2 separate regions of the Mus musculus genome follow, and region 2 is linked to region 1. A link is a contact called in public ChIA-PET data. All regions are on one chromosome and are shown on one strand. Each heading gives the region's core, a stretch centred on a gene start, on an enhancer-like site or on the middle of the called end of the contact. The rest is flanking DNA. Distances are from core to core; before and after follow the strand shown.

Evidence for each region. ChIA-PET counts read pairs in DNA pulled down with a chosen protein or histone mark.
Region 2: a contact with region 1 is called in an RNA polymerase II ChIA-PET map of memory CD8 T cells, with 92 read pairs. The contact joins two enhancer-like sites. A contact is called at or near these places in 4 of 484 Hi-C or Micro-C datasets (CD8 T cells, the HPC-7 cell line, Th1 cells and 1 more), 2 of 115 datasets of contacts at active chromatin or transcription factors (the HPC-7 cell line and memory CD8 T cells) and 1 of 9 other capture datasets (liver).

Annotation. Positions count from the first base shown.
Region 1 is chr12:108,758,948-108,766,175 of GRCm38.p6, forward strand. It overlaps Gm33682 (a long non-coding RNA gene), which reads right to left. Exons shown (of 2, transcript XR_381914.3): 1 at 3,814-7,228; 2 at 2,784-3,130. Among named protein-coding and RNA genes, the nearest start is that of Gm33628, 4.4 kb to the left of the region's middle. Within about 2 kb of position 4,769, at least 84 of the 459 cell types and tissues checked have an H3K27ac peak or open chromatin away from gene starts, as enhancers often do. A contact at or near this core is called in CD8 T cells, Th1 cells and memory CD8 T cells, where this site is marked.
Region 2 is chr12:108,910,570-108,917,797 of GRCm38.p6, forward strand. The region is part of intron 2 of Wdr25 (WD repeat domain 25); the gene reads left to right. Among named protein-coding and RNA genes, the nearest start is that of Wdr25, 20 kb to the left of the region's middle. Within about 2 kb of position 3,717, at least 79 of the 459 cell types and tissues checked have an H3K27ac peak or open chromatin away from gene starts, as enhancers often do. A contact at or near this core is called in CD8 T cells, Th1 cells and memory CD8 T cells, where this site is marked.

The DNA.
Region 1 (7,228 bases), core at 3,519-6,018:
AGTACAGGAGTGCCCCCGAAACAGCCACGGGTGCTTGCTGTCACTGACCAAGGCCGCGGGGATGAGACAGATGCCTCCTATCAGAACCCCGTTCTGCCCTTAGTCCCCTTCTCCAGACACACTACTCGATCTCAAGGGAATTCCTGGGTATACCCCACCTTACCCTACTTTCCACATAACTTGGCTGACTCAGCGCTGGCCCTGAAGCTCCTCAGAGGCTAGACCTGAAGTCAGTCTCAGTCCCAGGGCTGGCATCCTTTTTTTTTTTGTTTTTTCGAGACAGGGTTTCTCTGTATAGCCCTGGCTGTCCTGGAACTCACTTTGTAGACCAAGCTGGCCTCGAACTCAGAAATCCACCTGCCTCTGCCTCCCAAGTGCTGAGATTAAAGGCGTGCACCACTCTGCCCGGCAGAGTTGGCATCCCGAAGGCTGCCTGCAGGACGCCTCCTCCCTGGGCTCGCAGACAGTGTAGGCTGACTGACTTGCGACACTGAGCTGGAGGCTTCCATGGACCAGCTAGCAAGGTAGAGAGAGATCAGACGTGAAACAGGCCTGGAGGTTTCATGGGCTGTTAGAGTTGACGTCTTCATTAGGGACTGCCTTCAGTAACAGCTGAGAGTTAGCTGTGTTGGAGACCACCCACTGGAGGCTGAACTCTCTGCGTGTACAGGGCACCCCACTCCCAGCAGCAGAGCTGTTACGGTCTCAGAGAAATACAGGCAGATGAGTTTGTTTGGGGGCTTCCATTTTCTTTCTCTCCTTTTGTGCTTTCTTTCAATGACGTTAGTTGTAGGCACATACTTTGCTATTGTTTTTAGCCCCAGGGCCATAATTTGCAGTGTAGCATTCTACTCAATACCCCAGACCCACATTTTTCTGTTTTTGAGATAAGGCCTTGCTATGCAAACCAAACTGGCTTGCACTTGTGACCCTCCTTCCTTAGCCTCCAGGGCACCGGGGATTACAGGCTTGTGCCACAATGCTGGGCTCAGGTACACAATTTTATTTTTGTATGGACCTGCATGTATAGTTGCATACATGTTTACATGTGTGTACAGACGCACATGCTGCATATACACATGTGCGCGGGAGAAGAGCAGAGATCAGTGCTGAGTGTCTTTTTCCATCACTCTGCACCTTGTTTGTTTGCAGATGGGATCTCCTCCTGAACCTTCTCAGCTAGACCGGCAGGCGGGTCAGTAAGCCTCCTGGATCTGTCTGTCTGTCTGTCTCATCCCCTCCCCTCCCCTCCAGCAATGGAGCTACCCCACCTTGCCTGGTTTTGATGTGGATGCTAAGGGTCTGAAGTCAGCCCCCCTGCCTGGCCCTCTTTGCCTGCAAGCATCTTAAATCGCCCAGTCCTTTCTTGACTCCATGTTTGACATAAGGATAAGATAAGGGTTCGGCTGTTAAACCTCCATCCCAGCACACTTGACTCCCTGCCTGGTCCTCACAGGGGAATCCAAACGCTGGAACCTGTATTGTCCCTTCCTGTTCCTCCCGGCCTCTTGGAAGGAAGAAATGACCTTGAAGATAATAAGAGCACTTTGCAGAGTGCTAGTGTACCCCACCAAAGGCACCCGTGACAGCTGCTGAAAGGATTAACACATATATATGCACATACATATACACATACATATACATATACATATACAATTTTAAGTACACTGGGGCTGAGTTTTCAGGCATGCATTCATGCACACATGTGGTTGCAGAAGCCTGAGGAGGGCAGAAGAGGGCGCTGAATCCACTGGAACTGGAGTTGCAGGCAGCTCTGAGTCAAACTTGTGTTTGCACACCTCAGCAAACCCACGAGACCAGTGTCCACAGCCAGCATTGACCAACAGGAAGAACCCAGGACCCCGTGACAATGTTTATCTGCACATTGTACAAGCCACCTTTCAGAACCAACCTCACCTGACCTGTCAACAAACAACTCCCCGAAACATCTCAACAGCTTATTGTTAGGAAACGCGTCCACCCCCATCAGGGTGCGGATGACGGTCTCCAGAGTCCAGGAGAAACAGGTCCAAAGCAGGGATCCTTGTACTGTATATAGGGTAAAACATAGCTCTTGCTGGCAAAAACATGTTGGTTTTGATGGTTTCTATTTTGGTTAAAGATGAATTTGGGCCAGGCTGTAATGATTTAGAAGCCACTGTCTGAAACCTCAGTCCTTGCACACATACATACCTACATAACACACATGACTTCTAAGGCAATCTATCAGGCAGGGTGTGGTGACACACACCTTTAATCTAACACTCAGAAGGCAGGACAGATGGATGTCTGTGAGGCCAGCCTGGTCTACTTAGACCTCGTCTCAGAAAAAAACAAGTGAGAGTGTTCCCAAGACTGTCTCACCCCCAGAAGACTTACGGTAGCTATGACAAAGCTGACAGAGCCCTGGCCCAGCCTGTGGAAGGCCCTGAGTTCCTCTGCAAGAAAGAGGGGGAAGGGAGGAGTCACAAATGCAAGCAGCATTTCCTGTACAAATGTCAACGAAGGGAGGAAGTGAATGTGACGTTGGCATGCAGCTTCCTGGTGGACAGGATAAAAGAGAAATAGGACCAGAGGCTGGGACTGGAACCACTCATGCTAAGAAGGTTATTTTGGGCTGGCAAGAAGACTCTGTTTAAAAGAACTTGCTGTTCTGTCCAAAGACCCAAGTTCCATTCCCAGCACACACATTAGGTGGCTCACAACCACCTGTAGCTCTTGAGCATCCGCACACACACACACACACACACACACACACACACACACACACGAAAGAGAGAGAATTAAAAATAATAAATACACATATTTTTTTATTTTTTAAGGCCAGGGGCAGACAATATCTGCAAAGCAGAAAACACCTGAGTGTGCCCCTGACAACAGAAAAACAGACTGGAGGTGAACACCTTCCCCTGGGAGTGTCTGGGCACTGTGTGGTCCCCTCTGGCTTCTCCATCCTGTGGTCATCAATCAAACCTTCATTGATCTGATTTTCCCCTGTTGTTCCAGGCCCCGAGGCCAGGGAAGGGCCTCCTTCAGGGGCTTCCTCCAATGGGCAGCTTCTTCTCTCTCCTTCTCTGGGTAGCATTGGGGTGGGGAGAGCAGACGAGGTGCTGAGGGCCATCAGAGCCCCCTGATAAAAAACACATCTTTAAGAAATACTATCAGAAGCTGGGTGGTGGTGGCGCATGCCTTTAATCCCAGCACTTGGGAGGCAGAGGCAGGCGGATTTCTGAATTCAAGGCCAGCCTGGTCTACAGAGTGAGTTCCAGGACAGCCAGGGCTATACAGAGAAACCCTGTCTTGAAAAAGCCAAAAACCAAAAACCAAAAAAGAAGAAGAAGAAGAAGAAGAAGGAGAGGGAGAGGGAGAGGGAGAGGGAGAGGGAGAGGGAGAGGGAGAGGGAGAGGGAGAGGGAGAGGGAGAGGGAGAGGGAGAGGGAGAGGGAGAGGGAGAGGGAGAGGGAGAGGGAGGAGAGGGAGAGGGAGAGGGAGAGGGAGGAGAAGAAGGAGGAGAAGAAGGAGGAGAAGGAGAAGGAGAAGGAGAAGAACAAGAAGAAGAACAAGAAGAAGAACAAGAAAAAGAACAAGAAGAACAAGAACAAGAACAAAAAGAAGAAGAACAAGAAGAAGAACAACAACAACAACAAGAACAAGAACAAGAAGAAGAACAAGAAGAACAAGAGCAAGAAGAAGAAGAACAAGAACAAGAAGAAGAACAAGAAGAAGAACAAGAAGAAGAACAAGAAGAAATAGTATCAGTTGCTGAGGCTTTAGGGAAGTTGTGTATTGGAATGTTGGGAGAATGTCCACTCACCTTTGGTTTCCTTCCAGACAGCTGTTAATCAGTTCTGTTCCGATCTGCCTTCCTCCCAGGGTACTGGGGGAAGCCACTGGGACGTTATCTCATGGCCAGGTTTAGGGGACCTACAATGCCTTTCACCCACCCTCCATGGAACACCAAAGCTTTCTGCATCCCATTTTGGTACCCAAGCCAGGTTGCCAGGGCTCAGTTCTTACTGTGCCTTTGTCTTTAGGCCCAAGGCAGCCTTATTGACCCATCTCTTCATGTACATGCAACCTTTCCCACCCAAGCAGGCAGGGAGAAGCAAGAGGCCCTGCTCAGGACTGCTTCAGGAAGCTAGCTCTGCCGTGCTCTCCCATGAACCATGCAGTAGGTAGAAGAGGCCTGCCACCCACTTCCTGGTTTTGCAGGTCTCTACCATGGTTAGGTGCTCCAGGGGTTGTCCTACTGAACTGGGGCTGTCCTACTAGGCTACTAGGTTCACTTAGCAATATTTGCACTGTGTCCCCTCCTCCAGTGGGCTTCTGTCCCTCCCACATGAAAGCAACTCCTGCTTCACCCCTTATCATCCTTAATCAGGTAGCTTCCTTCTGTGGTCTACACCCTCCATTATCTTGCTGTCCACAGAGGCTCTTTCCATGAAGGGACCCTGGAAATGCTCTTTGGAAAGCAACATGCCGGTCCTTGTAGCTGGGCCCCAGCCAGCCAGCTGCAACCTCTCCCACTTCCCACTTCTGTGGGCTCCCGTGCAGTGTGTGTACCTGTGCACTGCAGTGGTGCGCTCTCTTAGACTGCTGTTCTCGGGGCTGGGGAAGTCTTGGGGGAAGTGACCTGGCCTATTGTTCTATGAGGCCACAGCTGAACTGGTCTCCCCGCCGCGCCACATCTGGGACTGTTTCTCCTGCGCCTAGCTTGGCTCCTGGCACCTATGTATGGTTAGCAGCTGATAAGCACTTTTAACTCTAGACTCAGGGGATGTGCTGCCCTCTTCTGACCTCCTCTGACATCTGCATGCATATGCATACACCCTGGGTTCCTTATGCACTGTCAAGGCTAGGAAAACCGTGACCCAATACATTGACAGATTCTGAATGGCTTAAATTTGGCTTTTTATTCTGTGCAATGAGAGACTGGACTTTAGCTATTACTTCCGAGCTATACCAGGCTCTGGCAAGACACAGATTATAAGTGGCCCTGTCCTTTGGTGCAGAGGATCCTTACAGAAGCAGGCTGGTGAGCTTTGTCCCCAATCCAGGTCCATGAACATCTGGGGGCTCCTACTGCAAGTTACAGGTAAAGCCCACATAGAAACAAGCAGAAAACATACAGGTTAGAGTGTTCTGGGGTATTTTCATGGACATCATAAAGTCCAAACCCAAGGGCAGTGGATTGAACACTAGAGACCAGTGAATTTAGGTCTCCTGTTGACAGCCAGACCTCTTCTTACACCCCTGTGCTTCCTAGAAATGTATTATCACACTCCCCTTGACAACCAGAACTGCCTACTTGCTGGGACTCAGACTTTAGGTCAATTGCCCAAAGCCATGCATGGAGCCCTGTCAGTATGGGCTTGACTGGATTAGGAATCCCTAGAAAGTTGGTGGAGTTCTGTTCTGGGTGTGTCTCTGTCTCCAGGGCAGCCCTGCCCTCAGCACTCAGAGACAGGTCTTCCTTGTATTGCCAGGACTTGAATGCCCCAGTAGTCCTGAGTTCCCAGGGCTGAGTTATACCAGGGCTTTTCTGGCTCTGAGACTTTTGAACTAGAACTGAGGTACGCTACTGGCATCCCAAGTCTTTGCCACCATAATGACAGGGTCAAGGCCCAGCCAAACTCCTCCGTGCTCACCTGCCACTGGAGGCTGAGGTCAGTCCCTATCCTTTCTTTCCAGCTAACAACCTAAGAAGCGCTGAGGGGGCAGATGGGGAAGAAGAGCAGAACTTTCTGCGACCTGCCAGTGGCATAAATAACTGTTTAAAGCGTGGGTCTTTAGCTAGGACACTCTTCTTCTTTTTTTTTTTTTAAAGATTTATTTATTATTATATATTCGTACACTGTAGCTGTCTTCAGATGCACCAGAAGAGGGTGTCAGATCTCAATAATGGGTGGTTGTGAGCCACCATATGGTTGCTGGGATTTGAACTCAGGACCTTCAGAAGAGCAGTCAGTGCTCTTACCCGCTGAGCCATCACGCCAGCCCCTAGGACACTCTTCAGTTACCAGTGAACCTAAGGTGATGCCCCGGCACGCGGCTAGCTCTATTCCTTCCTCTGCTCTGCTGCGGTCAGTGTGGGTTCCCTCCATGTCCGCTCTGGATTCGCCCGCTTCTGCCTTCTTCCCCACCCTCCTCCTTCCTGCTCCTTCTTACAACTGATCAGCAGCAGTGAGTGATGCAACTCTAGATTGCCTTAGGCCGATGAGGAAGGACGAATATTTATAAAGTAGAAAATCCAGTGGTGGGCCATTGAAATGACAATACCAGGATCCTGCCGGCACTTGGCTGTCTATAGGTACAGAAATAACAACCGAAAAACACGGAGACATACCTTTACACAATGAAAAGAAAAGGTTCCCCTAACAGGGAAGGAAGCCGAGAACTTGTCAGCTGAGGGATAGAGGCCCTGGGAAGCCAACCGACCGAGCCTTTTCCTTACCGTGGCCCAGTGTTCAGAAAGCCTGACTAAGCCTCCTGCCCCAGCCTGGGTCTTCTGCTACATTTCTGGTCGCAGGCAGATGGGAAAGTCCGGAAATTCCCCAAGCCCCCCAAGCCCCGCAAGCCCGGGCTGCTGAGCTGGTTTTTTTGCCTGTGTCAATTTCCTTTTCACCATCTGTTCTTTGTCCCAGTTGGCTCCCCATCTTTACTACAAACTTTATGGTTGGTCAATTTAAAGACAGACATGAGAGAGCCAACAAGGAGAACTACCTGGTCACAGCCTGCCATATCTGCCTCATTGACTTCTCCAGAGCTGGCCTCCGTATCAGCTTCCTGGACAGCCAGCCCACTCCAAAGCAGCCCTGACCGCTTTCACAACTAGTAGAGAACTGAACTTCTAGTCCCAGAGGAGGCAGAGCTGAGCCTTTGCCCACAATTTGAGTCCGTAAATCTGCCATCCATCGGGACAGTGACATCAGTAAGCCAGGACCCGCCCTGCTGAGGACTTCCTGGTAAGCCAGGACCCGCCCTGCTGAGGACTTCCTGGACGGGATCCTGCCGTTTGCAGAGCCTTTCAAAGCCAAGCAGCAATGTGGTTGAACACAGAGGGCTTGTTCTCTTAAAGCAACCTCAGTATTACAGGCTCCGTTTAAAGCAGGAAGTGGCAAGCAGGGCCTGCTCCTATGCAAGCTGGTTCCTGAGGCGCGGTTGAGAAGACGGGCTCCTACGGTAGCCGTGCACCTGGCTCAGCATCCGTATGCTGCTGGTAGCTGGGC
Region 2 (7,228 bases), core at 2,467-4,966, 150 kb after region 1:
TAACATTCTCCCGGAGCCCTGGCTGCTGCAGCACAACCAGCCCCTGTGTCTTCGGAGGGCCGTCAATTTTCACTGGTTCTGCGACGCTCTATCGAGTTGATTAACTGTAATTTACTTAGCCGCCCTTGGACACCGAGGTGGTTTCTAATTTTTGCTGTTATAGATAATACTGAAGTGGTTATCTTCATGCATGAAACCCCTTTCTGTTGGATTATTTCTTTTAGACTGATTCCCAGAAGTGGGACTGCTGGGTCAAAGGGTTGTACATTTCCATGGGTCCAGGTTCGTCTCCTGTCAGATTGCTTTCCAGAAGGATTATACCAATTTGCACTGCCACCGAAAAGCCTCTGTAATAACCAACTATTTTGCTTAACTATCATGCCTAGAATTTTCCCTTGGAGCCCCGAGGGGGCAAAGGCCCTTATCTAAGTGAGCACCATCTATAATTATTTAGACTAACACCAAAATTGCTTTCAGAACATTTTTAACCTGCTGGGTTTAGAATTCTAATTCTCATACACGCTAGTATTAAAAGTTTCACAAGCAGCTATTTCTGTCCCCTCCTCACAGTGTGTTTACACGGCCCAGCAGCCGTAGGGGGACGGGAGAGCTTTCATAAACACAAGTGGGCTCTTTCTACACCAGTTGAAGTGTTATTTTGAAAGGTACAAAAACACAAATTAAACCACATTTTCATCGTAACCTTTGGTTAGGAGAGTTGTGTGTTTTCATCTGCGCCTCTTCACACCCCCTCAGTGTCCTGTAAGCACATTCTGGAAGGTGCTGGTACATTGGACCCTTGCCATGTCCTCACCTTTCTGGGCCATGACATCTGTCACCATGCTGGGACTGTTAGGAAAGTGAGCTTGTGTGCTTGTGGTCTTGAGGGCAGCCATTCCTCCTGAGGAAGATGCATTAGGAAATGTGTCAGCACTCTGACTAGTAGAGGGCTACAGTAGCAGTCTGGCAGGACCCCGATACATTGTTACCAGGTGGCAGAATGTGCCTTTGCTGTATGGGCTTGGAAGCTTGGGTGGTTTGTAGGCCCCTTCGGGATTGTATGAGGCAGCGTTCTGTGCTTGGGTGCTAGCTGTGGGCAGTTCTGGAGAGCCTGGCTCAGCCTAGTTGTGGGACTGCATGCTCTGCACATGCCCCTGGGAGTTGGGACTATGGTGCCCTCATTGCTCTGAGCTTCAGCCTGCGCTTCTATGAACTAATTGCCTCCTAGGGCTGGAAGGATCAGGCGGTTAGAAGTGTGAAGCCACTTTGTAAACTATGAAGCCCTTACAAATGGAAGGTATTATCCGGTGCTCCAAATGGGGTTATTCTATAATTGCCTTCTAAGCCTCACTGCTGAGCAGGTGAGGCTTGCCACCTAATTTGCCTGCACTTCTAGGCCTGGCTGATTAGCACACTCCATTGTAACCACTCACTCCAGTAGGTCTCTCAGGGGCCTTGGCTCCTCCTGGCAGGGCTGTTTTCTAGTTCAGTAACATGATGTCAGCTATGATGGGTGAAGTACCAGAGTTGTACTGGGACATTGCTGCATGGGTCGTGTGTTCCTTTAGCTTTGCCTGGAGTTGTCTGGCTGGCTGAAATATACACACAAAGGACCCCAGGGACTGACTGGGAGATAGGTGGCCCTTGACTGCAGGCTCAGAAGGCCTGTTCTTTCCTTTCCTCTTTTATGTGGCCATCTCTTGTCCATCCACCTTCCCCACCCTGTGGGGAGTTCTGGGTCTATGCAGGACTCTAGGTTTGAGGAGAATAGGCACACCCTGGCCACCAGGAAGCCTGGTTGGGGAGAGACATCAGGATGAAATAGTGTGACCACTAGTGTTGGGACTAAAATCTAGGAGAAAGTGGGACAGATCTGTCAGGTTCCGAGGCAGGGAAGTGTGAGGTTGTGGTTGAGCTCAGGCTAGGTGACAGAGAAGAACAGGCAGGGAGGCTGGCAATGAGAGTTGGTCAGATGCAGAGCTTGACCCAGTTAGTGGCTTTGGGCCAGGATGGTCAACACACAAGACACCTGATACTTCCTGTGCTTGTGGAGAGCTTGGCCTCTCTGGGGCTTCCATGCCATTTTCCCACACAGAGGGCGCCAGGTAGTCAGTGAGCTCATAAGTCTTGTTTTGGGTTCTGCCTCAATCCCTAGTCTCTCTAAGTAGGTTCAGCTCTTGGCTTTAGTTTGCCTGGTAGTAAGTGAGGGAGTGTGTCAGCATCTGTCTGAGCCTTCTGAGGATCCAACAGGCAAGCCATGGAAGGACTCTAAGATGACTGACAGGCCTGTGATGGTCACCCCGTAATGACAGTTGGCATTGGCAACCTCCTTCTGTCCATTTGACAGGTGAGAAAACCAAGGACCAGAGATGGGTTCTGAGGGACATGGAAGCACAGAGCTGGCTTCTGAACTCAGCCTTTCCTGTTTCTATTCTGGGTGTTCTAGACACCTCCCTTTTTAAAGTGGCAGAGGACAGTCATGTGGCTTTGCTAAAGACCTTCCTCTTTTGGGACTTTGCTGAGCTTGTCCGACATGGATGGGCCCACTATAGGTCCCACCATCAAAGGACTCTGCTCTTTTTTCATGTAGTGCTAGTCCTGGAGGAGTATAGGACACATAGTCAGTGCTAAGAAGACATTTGTGAATGAGCCCTTTGAGCCGCAGGGTCTGGGAGACCTCCCAGAGGTCTCAATTACACTTCTGTCCCTGGGCCCACCCTGCCCTCCAGTGCATGCAGGAAGCATCTCTGTGGAGAGTGATGTGTTAACTGGGTCCAGGCTTGTTCAAGGGCCTTCGAATCTGCTGGGAGCTAAATCAAGACGATGATTGTGCCACATCTGTTGAGATGTTTGTATTCACGCTCTCAGGTAATAGTCTTGGGCCGCTGCTTGCAGCTTGTGTGTTTATTTATTACTTATTTATAAATCATAAATCCAGAAAGGATTTGAGGAAGCTTACAATGAAAGACACGAACACAGTAAAGCTGTTAAAACAAAACACAACATTAGAGCCATCTGAAAAAAGAGGGAGCATGGTGAGCAGGGGCAGGGGCCTCTAGCTGCCTGGCTTTGTAAGTCCCTGCTCTGTGGGAGGCACAGGGGGGATGCAGGTCCTGCCATGTGAGGTAGCCAGCATGAGTGGCTCCACATGGGGGCCAGGGCCCAGAGGACAGAATGTGAGTCTCTTCCAGGAGTGGTGAGCTCTTGGAGTCAGCCTGAGGAGGGGCTGTGGAGGTCCCTGGCCACATGGCCTGGATTGTTCTTTTTTCTGTGCCTCAGTTTCTTTCTAGTACATGGTGTTAATGAGAGTCAGTTCAGGGAACTGCCAGAGGTTTGGCCTTTGGAAAGGTTTGCTGTTAATCTGACTTAAAATTCTTGTGGTCACTGTTGTACCGGGCTAATGGCTCCGGTCCTTCCCTTAGGCCCCCAAGTGCAGAGAAAGGCGATGGTGCCATGGGGTCTCTGTGTGTGCCCTTGGCTCTGTCACACTGAAGCCACCCAGAATGACTTGTTTCTTGTTGGTTAAAAACACTTACAGCACTTGGAGCAATGGGAACATACTTTTTAATTATTTCCCGGCATGTCTACAGCAATGCTGTTGTCAAGGAAACCAAAGCCTCTGAAAAGCTTTTCAACTTCCCTGTCAAAAGAGGACTCTTGTGCCACACTCATGTCTGTGGGAATGGACCTGTCCTTCTGTAGCAACATCTGTTTCTTCTGGAGGGTTGTTTCCTTTCCTCTAACACATAGAGTCTTCCTGACCTGTTCCCGGGAGTGGCAGGATAGGAAGAACTGCTTGCATTCCTAACACAGTATTTCATTCATCCTGCATCTGTTGCAAGAGTTGGGTGCTGGGACAGAGTGAGATCAGAGACGAATGCCTGGACTAGTCTTCCCTGTGAGGAAGCAGCACAGGGGGTCAGAGCGGGCAGGGAATGGTGGGGCAGGATCATGACTGTGCTGTAGGGTGGAGGATAAGATGCTTTGGGCTGTTGGGGCACTGAGGAGGTGTGATAGATGCACAGCAAGGCCGTGGCAGACCATCCCAAGCACACTGCAAAGACCTAGCAATGTGGCAGAGTGTGCTGCCCCCAGTAACCTAAGGCAATCCAAGGATGCTGGCTGGCTGGGTACCTGAGGCCCAGAGGGACCTGTGCAGCCCTGCTGAGGAGTAGGGAGGGCAAAGAGATTTCAGCACAGTCTTCCAAGTGTGTGTGCTTTCTGTGGTCTGAGCTGCAGCTCCTTGATGTGTGGAGGCATGTCACTGCTGTGTTCCAGCTCCAGAGGAAAGGGCGCTGCCAGCTCGCTCAGGGCTTAATAACTCACTCTGGCTGTGGGAGTGTGGCTCTGCTGTAATGCTGCAGCCTGCACGCCAATAAAACTTTATGGCGGTTAAGCCTGTCAGGGGTGCTGGTTTATACGAAAGAGATGAATCACTGTGAGAAAAACGGGACTCTTAGTTTCTAACGGCCCTTCTTATTCTTCTTGTAAAACTTTAAAAAATAACCCTAGATGTATAAAGCAGCACGCAGTGAGTGCCTGGTCCTTCCCCACGTTCCTCACACTGACCTCCCTCTCACACAGCTAAGAAGTTAACATCAGGCAACTCTACCACACTCAGCTAACTCTGCAGTGCACTTGCCTGCCTTTTACTTAATTTCCTGTTAACGCCCCTTTCCTGTCCCAGGGACCAGTTCAGGGCACCATGCTCCATTTAGATGGCTCTTAGAACTCGGCAGGTGATGTGTTTTGGGGTATCCGAAGAATAGGCTGGAGCTGACCACCTACTCTGAGTTTCCTGTGCTGCTCCAGCCCCACCTGGCCTACACCAGGGACAAATGTGAGGATGCCTAGCTGAGTGTAAACTCCAAGCTTTCAAGGCTGCTGCTTCGTGAGCTCGTGAGCAGGAGAGGGCCTGCTCCACAGGGAGGCCAACAGAGTTCATGTGCCAAGTGCCTTGTGCTCAAGGGTGCTGCCTCCCACTGCATGTTCCTGCTCTTCCTCCTCTTCCTCCTCCTCCTCCTCTTCCTCTTCTTCCTCCTCCTCTTCCTCTCCTTCCTCCTCCTCCTCCTCCTTTTCTTCTTCCTCTTCCTCTTCCTCCTCTTCCTCTTCCTCCTCCTCCTCTACCTCTTCCTCCTCTTCGCCCCCTCCCTCTCCTCCTCCTTTTTCCATCTAGGCCTGACCCGGCCAGCCTTTCGTGCTGACATTGTTGAGAGTTTGTGTTTAGGCAATTCCAGCACTTTGGCATTTTCAGTTTTCCCGTGGTTTATCGGATAATTGAGTGTATCTTGAGGCAGCAACTGAGAGTTGAAATGTGTTGCCTTTAATGAGTGAAACAAGCTCTCCTTGCATACAGATAGCTGCACACTTGTGGGCGCTCCCATCTCCAGCCCTGCTCCTCCCTGTCTCTTCCCTCCATCCTCTCATGTCTTGATTTTACTTTCCCCTTCTGCTTGCCCCTAGTCCTCCATCAACTGTGTCCGCCTCCGCTTGCCTTTCCTCCTTTCCCCACTCCCTCTCCAATTCCCTTCTTGCATTCCTTTCCCAGCAACAGGCCAGTGAAGCTGTTGCCACGGTAACAGAAGCCTAGCAGAGGCTCTGCTCTGCTCTCCCTATGCGGCTAACAGGATGACGCAGATTGCAGATAGTGTTGATTTCTAGAACCATCTGAGCTCTGGCCTGTGGCCTCTGGAGGCCCTTCATCTTCCAAGGGCCATACCAGCACCATAGCTTGTGGTTCTATTCAGCTGATGGTCAATTTTTTTATTTGGAAACTTCAAAATCTGCTTTCCTGCCACTTCAAAATACTGGTTGCATGTGTGGAAGTGTCCCCCAAACCCACCTACATGGAGATAGATGGCAGCGGGAGGGAGGACTGTAGGAACAAGTCACATGCAATCTTTGCTGAGTTGCTGGGATGAATGAATGATTGTTTTAGGATAGGGACTTCAGGTCTAGTTGGATTTTTAAAACTCCAGTGCTTAGTCTCCTCCAGCAGGTGTTTGAGAAGAGCTTGCTGGTTCTAAGACCTGGGTCAGGACTGTGCAGAGCCCAGTGCCACCTCAAGGGATCCGTTAAGGAGCAGGGCTGGTGTGTGGACACAGGGCTGTGCTGACATTACACGGATGCTTGTTTGTCACAGTGGTCCAGTGGGTCCAGCTGGTGCCCATTCTGCTTTCGCATTAACTAGGCTCTGTGGTCCCCTCAGAGGGACCACAGAGCACTTGGCTTCTGGGCCGCCATGGAGCTGGTTGACAGTGGTGGCAGCCGCACTCCATCTGGGTTTGACTCAGGCCCAGCTTGTTGGCATTAGTGAGGATTTGGAGTCCCGCCATTCAGCCAGCACCAGCTAATAGCCCAGCAGGGAAGAGTTAGTCCGTGGATTATATTTAAGTTAGTCCTTATTCCCAAAGGTAACTTTGTTTAATAAAAACCTTAAGCCCCTATTACTGTGCTTATGGGTATCCTGGCTCCAGGGTGTACAAACACGACTTACAAAATTCAAATATTATTTGTGGCGGTGCACAAACATGTTCATTAATAGAGGGTGTGCTAAAAGCACAGGCGAGTTCCGTCTGTGCCTGAATGGTCTTTCTGCACTTGGGTCTTTTTATTTTCATAATCACTTGGAGCTTATTTAAATACCGCCCTTTCAGTAGTGAATTTTCAAGGGAGGACGCTATGTTATGTGAATAACTTCATGGCTACCCACAGTATTTCCAGTCAGTTGCTGTGACTTAAATTGATAATGGACCCCACACAGCAGTTGCTAATGGGGGATAATCTGGGAGTGTTTTGTTATTGTTTTTATTTTAGAAGAAAGGTTTGAAATTAGCATAGTAAATCTCTGTGGGATCTTTGCAAATAAAAGAATATCCACGTTAAAAACAACTTTCAGGAAAGATGTATGGTAATGAATAAAACATCAGTGAGTGAAAATAAGCGTGTTTAATTATTCAAGTAGAAGTAGTAATTTAAACTAATTATTGCTTGCGGATTTCATAATTCAGTTTTTGTCTCGCAATAATATTTCCTCTGGGCCTCTGGGGCGCGTCAGTGGCTGCCCCCGCTCCATTCCTGGGGCAGAGAGGCCTCCTGCCTCCCTGGAGACTCAGCGAGAGAGTGTGGGGTTGCTCAGGTCCCTGTTTCTGCCCTGCTCCTTCTGCCTTTGGTCCACAGCAGTCCCCTGTGCACTGTCTAATTAAGCACTTCCTTATTAATCACCTCT